Regions from separate parts of the Sus scrofa genome. Here region 2 is linked to region 1. A link is a contact called in public HiChIP or PLAC-seq data. All regions are on one chromosome and are shown on one strand. Each heading gives the region's core, a stretch centred on a gene start, on an enhancer-like site or on the middle of the called end of the contact. The rest is flanking DNA. Distances are from core to core; before and after follow the strand shown.

Region 1 (5,182 bases), core at 1,908-4,407:
ATTTATAAACTATAAAGTCTTTTGAGTATCTGAAACTTAAAAACTATAAACCTTTCATTTGAGCACCTAATTAGAGTACAAAACTATTTGAATACTAGAGGAATAATATATTATTTTTAAAATTAGGCATAAACATTGCCATGTAATAAAAACATTGTGGAATGATGCATTTTAGGAATGCATTTTAGTTTATTCCTATACATGTAAATGTACTACACAACTATGCCTATCCATTTAATGCAATTCATAGGCACAAAAACTAAAGAGATTGAGATAGGCATTAAAACATACAATGAATCACAGATATTCAACTATTCAAAACAAATTACAAGCGACTCCTACTTAATAGTTGTCATTGTAAAGCTTGGCCACTTTCCACAGATTTATATTAGTCTTTTAGAAACAAGCACAAGGAAATACCAATACATAATATAGTCCCTTCTAGGAAAAAAAATCACAGAAAAAATAAACTTGGTGCTACTAAGTATTTACCCTTATGTTAATTTTTTAAATTAATATTTTGTTAGTATTTCCAGTAATTACTTACTTAGACTGTATGAATAATGTTAATACACTTGAATCTAAAGCATCTTTAACAGCAACGTTTATATCAAATATGTGCTTTTAAAAATGGATAGTAATAGAATTTAAGTCTGGCTCTAAAATGGCCAGGTAATGAAAATCTAAATTATAGGAAACCTGAGATAGTCATAATCAGTGAAATGTCTCAAAAAAGTTCTTGGACATTTCAAATAAAAAATATTAAACCATAAAATTATAGCATTATAACCTACTATACTAAAATTGTATTATGCAAATGGCATAAGGTCTGAGACTGTCTCAAGACAGCAAACTCCTATTAACTTCAGAGAGTTTATAGGACCCAGGAACTTCACCATCCAAAAGTGTTCAGGCATTTGACACTCATCTGAACAGAAAAAAAAAATACAGGTTAGTATTAGAGATGTGCATGGAACCCAGGTTGGGGAAGGGGAAATAAATATAAAGGAACTGGAGTGCTCAGAGAAAGACTTCTTTCAGAAGGAAATATCATTCTCATTTAAAAGAACAATCAAAAGGAAATGAATTTTTAAGAGTAAAAGTTTTTTTTTAAAACCTCAACTCTTATTTTACAAAATATTAGACTTAATAGTACTACCATCTCAAGAATAATTAATACTGTCACATTATTCACAGGCTGCTCTGTCAGGTCAATCAATATGTGTTCGCTGTTAGAAAGAAGACTATCTAAATAAGTATTTAAAAATTCCAAATTGCAAACTTCAACATGAACAAATAGTACATTATATTTGTTTTAGCACACATTTATTATCAAAACTCTTTACTGATAATTAAACATTAGGCTGAAAAATGAACAAATTTACAGGATCCATAAAACTAGGTTACCTCTAACCAAGACCCTACTACTTGAGGACTGACAAGTATTCAAATCCACAGGAAAAAAAAAAAAAAAAAAACAATTTTGAAGGAAAGACCTAAAAAGGAAAAAGTTCTCTCTTTTCAGCAGGTTTAAGTCACTGTCCAAAAAAAAGACTATGTTAAGTACACACATGCCTAGATCTTAACAACCACAAAGAAAGTGAAATATACACACGTTTCAAGTTGGGAAGCTTCATACATTCTTTATGAACAACTTGACTTCAATTTCAACTCTCAAAGGAAAACGAACAGAGATGAAGAAAAAAAAAAAGAAAAAGGAAAAACTCTTTAAAGTACCGTAACTGTCACAAATAACAGTGTAAACTGAGTTCTCACAATGCTTCCTTATGTCCTCTCCCTGATGGTCACACACAAAGTCCCATAACCATAATGAAAATTGTTAACACTCCACTGTTGGGGAAGGAGGCTCATCAAAGTGAAATGGAACCTCACCAGTACCCCTCCCACCTCCACATGAAGGATAAAGCACTGTCAATAACTACTAACCCAAGTTATCACAGATGCCCTGCATCCGGTTTAAATCACACACACACACACGAGAGGGAGAGAGAGAGAGAAGAGAGAGAGGGAGAGAAGAGAGACTTTTTTAAAAAAAGATCTCTTTCCCAGTGCAGCAAAGAGCCCAGCAAAGAGGCCCCAGGTTTCAGTATGTGTGCAAGGGGTGTGGGGGGAGAAGAAAGAAGGGGAGGGAAGAGTGCAGAATGGATATTAAGACTGTTTTGCAGCACAAAGAAAACACAGTTTTAAAAGAAAAGAAAAGAAAAAAAACATGCAGCTGATGATGGTAAACGAGCAGCCCATCTAGCACAAGGCAAAGAGGGGCAAAAATGAAGGGAATAGGCGGTGGGAAAAGTTCACCGTTGTACGAGGATAAAAATAACAAAACCCATAACAAGGCCCCACAAGTGAACAACAACAACAGCAAAACACCACCTCTTGGGTACCCCCCTGCACACTCTTGTCTATTTCGCTTTTGAAAGAAGCAGGAACCACGCAGCTTCGAAAAAAAAGAAAATTAAAGAAAGAAAGAAAGAAAAAAATCCTTATCTCTTCACCTGACCCTCCTCCTCAGACCCGGACCTAGGGGAGAGCTACACGGTCCGCAGCGCAAAACTGTGGCTCCCTCTCCCGCTCGGCTCGCAGCCCCCCGAGCTCCCGCTCCATCCCTGAAGCGCTGCCGCGGAGGGCCGGGGCCGGCGGGCAGGCAGCGCGGCGCCCACACCCCCGACCCAGCCGCGCGCACGGTCCATTGTAAACAAGCCCAGGGGACTGAGCCCCTCAGCAGCGGCCCCGCAGCTGCAGCCCCGGTGTCAGGAGTGAGACCCCCGCACAGCCACACTCAGCTCGCACACACGGACACACACACGCACGGACACACAGGTTCACACGCATCCACACGCTCCCACACACATGTAGAGACCGAAGAATATTCACCTTGGCTGTGGATTATTGTGGTGTTGTTGGTGGGTGATGGAGATGGTGGTGGTGGGGAGGAGGAGGAGGAAGAGGAGGAGGAGGAGGAGAGGAGTAGTTGTTGTTGATGGGTAACAGTCGCCAGGACTACGGTGACTATGGCGCTTGATTCACAAGGCAACGGTTGCTATAACTCACAAAAGAGAGAGAGGGAGAGAGAGAGAGGGAGCGAGAGGGAGAGGGAGACACTCGCACAGGGAGGGGTGGGGGAGGGAAGAGAGGAGGAGGCGGGCCGGCTAGCCGCCGGAAGGGGCGGGCCCAGCACCGTGACTGACAACCTCCAAACCCGGGTTGTAGGGGCGCGACGGAGGAAGGACTCTGAAGAGATGCGCTAGGTTGGAGAGGGATTCAAGTCACCCAGGAGTCCCTTTGAAGCAACACTACTATGCTCCCCGGAAAGGCTGGAGAGGGAATTTAGGGGTGTGGTGCGAGAGATACTTTCTTCCGAACGAGAGCTGCCAGTCTCAGCATCCAGCTTTGTGCCAAGCCTCCCAGCTGAGAGAGAGTAACGGCTAACCCAGGAGAGGGGGTGTTGATGGCTATTCCAGACAACTTACGGGACAACACGCTACAACGAGAAAAAAAAAAATCCACTTTGAAGAGTGGGCCCGCCCGAGATAAACGTCACTTCCGGGGCGGGGCGGGCGGAGGGGTCCCGGATGTGCCGCCGCTCTTTCCCCCCCTTTTTTTCTTTTCTTTTTTTTTTCATTTTCTTTTTTTTTTTTTTTCCTCGTTTCTGAGGCGCCAGCGGTGTTCCCGGTCGCAGCCATCTGCTGGCTTCTAGCATTCCTGGTGCTTCAGGGGCGGCGGGCCCGCGCTGTATTGGAGGGCCCGCGCCGCCTTCGCTCTCCTGCTCTCAGCGTCCCACCCCGCTCCAGTCTCCTGAGGCCACGACTCGGAGGAGCGCGGGCGGCGTGAGCGAGCTGCCTCCGCCGCCATCTTAGAGCAAAGGAGCGCCGGGCGCGTGTGGGAGCGGGCCGGCTTCCCCGGGTCCAGCGCGCACGGAGAAGGTCCAAGCTCGTGGGCCTTACCTCCGGAGCGCGGAGGCAAGGTCCCGATTCCCCACCTACGTAGTGGGGAGTAAGCTCTACTCAGGATGAAGAAATCGCCCTGTCGGGGAACACGAAATCGCATGGCGCCCCCCCCCCACCTTGGGAAAGGCGCTAGGAGGTGGGGTAACTTAACACCTGCTCTGTGTAGCATCCAGTTGGTTCCTATATTCCCGTTATCTTCACCTTTCAAGTGTGAAGCAAGTGTTCTTGTTTAAAGTTGACCAAACCAGGATTTGAGCACAACCCCGTGTCCTGTTACTTCCCTGGTCCAGATCCCGGGATACCTTAACAATATGCTGTATCTGAAGGTCTTGTTGCTTCAGGGTGTATTGAACTAGCCCAGTGGCTTCCGTGGGTAATGGATGTTGTTAGCACACAAGTAGCCCTCTCGAACCCCGGTTGGTGTCGATAGCCTCCGTTGCCAAGGTTCAGACATCCTCGTCCAATTCTCTGCAGGTGCAAGTCTTGCAGGAACATGCCCCCAGGCCCTGCCAATACCACAAACCTCCAACACTTGCAGCTAAGCTACTTATCCAAGACAATAACATGAGAAGCAGGGCATTAGAAAGTCCTCTTGAGGCTTACTCTCTGCACTTGCAAGATAACGGTTTGGGGCCACAGAAATTCACAATGCTAAATAATAATAACCACCATTACAGAGGTCTAAGGCTGCCCCAGACATTGTGTTTAGTGTTTGACGTGCATTATCTCATTTAATCCTCACAACACCACTATTAGGTGCATAGTCTCGTTTTTGAGAAAATAGGCACAGACTCTTGAAAGTCAGTGGTTTTATTTTACAGCTCTGTGCCGTAGAGTATTCGTTAAGAGTATTTTAGGAATTAGCTATTTAAACCATTTAAGAAAGTAATGTTGTCTTTGGTAATCTCAGTGAGTTACAGAGGTTCTTTTAACAATGTATTACAAGGTAATAGTGACCAGTGCTGAACATAGTTCTAAAACAGAAAGGTTTCAAGACCCACCAATTTAGTCTGAGGGCGATGACAATGTGACCAACAGCAGTTAAATTCTTCATATTTAGAATAATACTTTCAATATACACATGGGAAATAAAGTATGCATTCCAGCTGTATGAAAACTGGTAGTCATTATGAATATTCATTTCATTACATTTACAGATCAAGTCCTCTATTCCTGTAATGGTGTGCGGGGCGGTTGCTCACACTACACAGCTC
Region 2 (5,182 bases), core at 899-3,398, 1.5 Mb before region 1:
TGATTGTTCTCATTTTGAAATTTGGCATGGCAGGTGAAGGTGGATTCTTAATGGGATAAAGGGCACTTATTCACAAGGAAATAAAGATGAAGTCATCAATTTCTGAAAAATTGGCATGTGAGGCTGGCTTGCCAGGGAAACAGATAAGCCACACCCCCTTCCATCCTGCCCAAATGAAAAGCTTATATTACCTAATGTATTAAGCTCTGTCACCATTAGGTTAAAACCATTTTATAGATGATTGGGTTATCTGGCTATATTATTAGTTGCAATTTATTAGCAGTTGGCTGTTGTAGTTTTACTACATTGCAAATTTTGTTTAAGATGTCTTGCCTGGTTAAGAGTTATACTGGCATATCCTCAGGCAGAAAAACAAGTTCTTACAATAGATTCTTCAGGGAATACTATATTCTATTTCTCTTAGATGGGTTATCTTTTGTTGTCCTGAGGTTCACTTTGGGAGAGACAGAAAATTATGAAGCTCAAGTTAACAAGCAAGTAGCAAAGCCTTAGAAGACTACAGGGTTCATGATCCTTGACACTCCTTGCCACTTGAAAATGGTGCCCTTGCAGACTCCTTCTACAGCAATGGACCAGCAACAGAAACAATTCTTGACATTTAATGACCACACGTAGCACATTGCAGCTGGTGTTCTATCCACAGCTTCTTGTCCTCAACTTAGCCAGTACATAGTTTTAAGCATCCTAGAACTGTATTTCAGACCCATAGCTCAAATAGTCAATTTTGCAACACTAAAATGGTCTTAAAACAGGATTTTACTCTGGGGGGAAAACTCTCAACCAGATAGTCACAGTGTACTTTGAATGACTAATTTAAGCCATTACATTACAAAATAAGGGATAAATCATAACACTACCATATAGGAACAGTTTTAATTTAAGAGTCAAGCGCCTACATTAATCTGAGTCTAAAATAATAGGTCCTTGATTTAAAATCTCCTAACATTCTTTCACACTTCATAAAACTAAAAATAAAATCGTCTCAGCAAACACTGACCTGTTAGTCCAGCCAAAGTACTGTATTTCAAGGAAAACTGGAGCAAGAGGTCTCAAAACTACTAAGTGCCAGCAGTTTACTGTTTGTAGGCTTAACTGGTCTTAAACGTGGCCTGGAGGCCAAGAGACTATGGACTGGAGAGAAAAAGAGATTTATTCCCCTTCTTAAATCAAAAGCAGATTCCATGCTTCAACTGCCCCCTAACTCGCCCGCCCTGCCCCCACGAGGTTGTTTTCACCTATTTTTGTATATATTTTACGCGAAGATGACAGGTGAGGAAAGGTTAAAGTGCTGTGTCTGGTCCACAAAGTAAACAGAGGGGTTAGGGCGGTGTTATTTATTTACAAGGCATTCAGCCTCTCAGCTGTTTTTCCCTTTTTGGCGTTTGGAAGCTAGCAGTCCTTTAGAAAAAAAAGACAGTTTTGGCAGGAATGTTCTTTGTGCCCGCCTTCCTTTTTACGGGAGAGAAAGGGAACAGATTTATAATTACAGCCTTGTGGCGGGGGGGCAAGAGAAAAAGTTTCGTGCGGGACATCGATGCCTCTTTTTTTTTTTTTTTTAAATGGCCAATACCTTGCCACAAGCAGCTTTGGTGCCACTCGGAACCGCCCGCCCACCCCACCCTGTCGCCCCCTCCCCTTCCCTCTGCAGGCTCGCTCAGGCAGGCGGAGGCGCAGTTAAATTCCAGCACCTTCTTTACATACCCCCAAACTACTACGAGCTATTACTACGGCTGCCCTCCCTTTCGCTGCCTCCTCCCCTTCCCAGCGTCCCGGGAGGAGCCTCGCAGCGGCCCTGGGAGAAGACTGTCAGCATGGGATAACGGGCGCCCAACTCCGTCAAGGCTCTGGGCTTTCCGCATCCTGCGCAGTTTCTCTGCTCAGGCGCAAACACAGCTCAGAGCCGGCGCCTTGCAAACCCACACGGATCCACGCATACAGTAGAGCTGTCTCGATCCACATTCTTGCACACCGCCCCCTCCGCTCCCCCCCCACCCCCCGAGCTCAGGGAGTCGCTGAGCGGGGCGAGTGACAGACGCGTCCCGCCAACCCGCGTCCGGGCGGGCAGGGAGGAGCGGCGCGAGGGGCCAACAGCGGCGCGTCTTCCGGCGCCCAAGGAGGCGGCGAGGGTGGGACACGGGGCGGAGCCGGAGTTTAGGAAGAGGAGGGGATGGCTGTCATCAATGAAGTCATATTCATAATCTAGTCCTCTCTCCCTCGGTTTCTGTACTCTGGGTGACTCAGAGAGGAAAGAGATTCAGCCAGCACACTCCTCGCGAGCAAGGTAAATATAACTTACAACTCCTTTCTCCTCTTTCCCCTCCCTCTGGCCTCCCGGCTGCAGACGCCGCATAAACCCCTCAGGCACCGCGCCGCCTTCGCCGGGGATCGTTCATTATTATCCTAATTATTATTTATTGTGCATGCACGGAGACCAAAACAAACAGGCGGGCCAACCGCCACAACAACAACAAAAAAAGCCCGCCTCCTCCCCGCGGGCCTCAGGTGGAATGCTCTAACAACAGCTCCCGGGCAGCGGTGGAAGGAACGGGAAAGTTTCAACCGAACCTTACTGTTCTGATAATAACAGTAATAATTATTACTTAAAGGAGGCAAGGGGAGGAAAATCCCACCAAAACACAGCCTTGACCCTAGGTAGGCAGTCAGCGATGCACTGCCAACTCAAGGTTGTAGCACACACATACACTCGGCAAGGTTGCAATCCCTCCATTCCCTTAAAAGCTGGGGTGGTGAGGGAGGAGGCAGGAGGATCGGGGGAATAGGATGGAAACGCGACAGTTCTTCCAGAGCAGTCCTCCCCGGAAGAGTTGGAAGGAGAGCAGGAGAGGAGGGCGAGAAGCCCGGGCTGCCGGCGGGGATCCAACGAACGCGGCTGACACCCGCTTCCTGGGGACTTGTTTAAAGGGCTCCGGCTGCGGAGACGCGAGAGGATCGCGGCGGGAGAAGCCGGAGCTGGCGCGCCAAAGCGGCGGCAGTCAACGCCGCGGGGCCGGTGCGTGCGGGATCTGAGGTGTCACCTCCACTTTGCGCGTTCCCTCGGGCGGGGATGGGGACGCTGACCGGTAGGCAGGCCTTTAGGCAAAAGGGCTGCTGGGGGGCTGTGTCTGGGGCACTACGGACGTCCTGGTACCTGGCGGCCGCGCGGGCTCGGGTGTTGAAGTTCGGGTGTCCGGCCGGGGCCGCACTGCTGGGAGGGAAGAGGCCGGATAGAAGGAGGTCGGAGGTGCCCGCCGGGCTCAGTTATCCGCCCTCTCCCTTCCCGGGTTTGTTTTCTTTTGCTTTGCGCCTTCCCCTAGCTTGAGCCGCGGGAACCGAGGGCGTGGGTCGCGGGTGATCATCCGGGTGCTAGGGGCGCGCTGGGGCCGGGGAGAGCCACGGTGACTGCGGGCCGGGGAGGCCATGATCCGGATAATCCTCTCTGCCTGACTGTCACAAACAGGACCCGCGCGCACCCGGCAGCGGCGGTGGCATTCGCCTGAGAAGGGGAAGGGCTGAGGGGTGGGGGGTGGATAGGGTGGCTGGCGAGGGCGGGAGGCGGGGAGACCGGGTGGGAGCCTCCTCCCAATGATGACACGCTCCCCTTCCTTCTCCTTCCTTGCTTTCGAGTTTGATTTATTCCCATCCCAACCTGGTTTACCCCTTCCTCCGCTCTCCCCCTCCATCTGGCCGTCTTCCCTCCTTCTGTTTGCGTTGCAAAACACGGCCATGCCATCTGCAAAGGTGTCGCGATGCACTTCCCCAAATAACCAGTCCTGCGCGCCAGCCCCTACTCGCCCTCCGTCTGCGGGCGCACACCAAGCAGGGCGCCCCGGGTGCCCCGCAGCAGGCCTTGCAGCCTGGCGCAGTTGCACCGCGCGGGGCGGGGTGCAACAGTGCGGGCTTAAGAGGGACACCAGCGTCTGACTCCCGGCACTCGGGTCGGTTTCCGGTACACGCGGGGAAATAGCCTCCTGCCTATGTCTGCGCGCTCGCCCCCGCCCCTGCCGCCTGGATTGCATTATTATTTTTATCCGGGTTGCAGTTTGCAGCGGATCCTGGTGAGCGCGGGGCTGGCCGGACTGCTAGGGGGGTGGGGGTGGCGGGGTGGAGGGAAGTTGGACGTGGATCAAGCTGGAAAAAAAAGTTTGGCAGGGAGGCTAAGTAGGGAGGGAGGGTGGGAGGGAGCAGCGAGCTCCCACAGCTCGCGTCTCCGCTCGGGGTCGGCTCGAGTGTGTCTGCGCGTGAGTGTGAGTGTGTGTTGTGCGCGCCGGGGCTAGTGCGTTGGGAGCAGTGGCGCGGGCAGCCGCTCCTGCCCGCGCCCTGCCCGGGAGCGGAGGAGGACAAGGCGAGGTTTGGTGGCGGGGGATGGTGGGGGTGGCGTGTGCGTGTGGCTGTGAGTGTGAGTGTGCGCGGGCGAGCGGCAGAGAATCAGGAAGTCACAGCAGCGAAGCGCACACAGACATGTTTGATCGCCGTGACATGACGCGCGCGAGGGAGGAAGCGGCAGCGGCAGTGGCGGCGGGGGCCGGGCGGCGGGCTCCGGCGCGGGCCTAGGAATCCGGCGGGGAGACCCGCTCCGGGCCGCCGGCCGCGCCGCCTCTGTAGGCTCGCAGAGCCCAGTGCCTCTTTTTGTTCCGCGTCCCCCAGGTAAGGAGCCTGCGCCGCCGCCGCCGGCCGAGTGTGGAGCTTTCCACCTCTTTCCCGGCGGCCCCCTCCAGTCTCCCGGCTCGCCTTTCCTGCAAAGTCAGGCAGGCTGGGGAAACCCAGTCCCTGCCCTCAGATCGATCGCTTGGAAAACTTTTCAGCGGGAGGTACAACAAGGGGAAGAAAAAGGCCGCACTGGCTGCTGTCCCTTGTCAGTCCTTTCTCCTCCCGGTCCAGAGTAGATTCGCGGCGCCCTGGGGCTGTTGCACATTCAAACTTCGGGCCTAAACGCGCTTGCAACTCTCGCAGGATTTACTCCAGGAATAAAATTAATATTCAAAATCGCCCACTTGATCCTGCCAGGCTTTGGGATTTTTTAAAAGCAGGAGACAGGTTGGGGGGTCGAGGGAAGTGGGGGTGTCGTGCAGAATCCATGCCTTCTTTAATGTCTGCAGCGGGTGTTATGTAATTTTAGTAGCACATGGGTGCAAAGCCCATACTGGGCTTCTTCCCTTCTTTG

The links. HiChIP or PLAC-seq counts read pairs in DNA pulled down with a chosen protein or histone mark.
Region 2: an H3K27ac HiChIP or PLAC-seq map of alveolar macrophages shows a contact between it and region 1. The contact joins the promoter of SMARCA2 here to the promoter of RFX3 in region 1.

The regions. Positions count from the first base shown.
Region 1 is chr1:218,338,403-218,343,584 of Sscrofa11.1, reverse strand. It overlaps RFX3 (transcription factor RFX3), which reads right to left and starts at 3,157. Exons shown (of 19, transcript XM_021064186.1): 1 at 2,896-3,157.
Region 2 is chr1:219,812,404-219,817,585 of Sscrofa11.1, reverse strand. SMARCA2 (probable global transcription activator SNF2L2) reads left to right here and starts at 2,148. Exons shown (of 33, transcript XM_021064340.1): 1 at 2,148-2,302.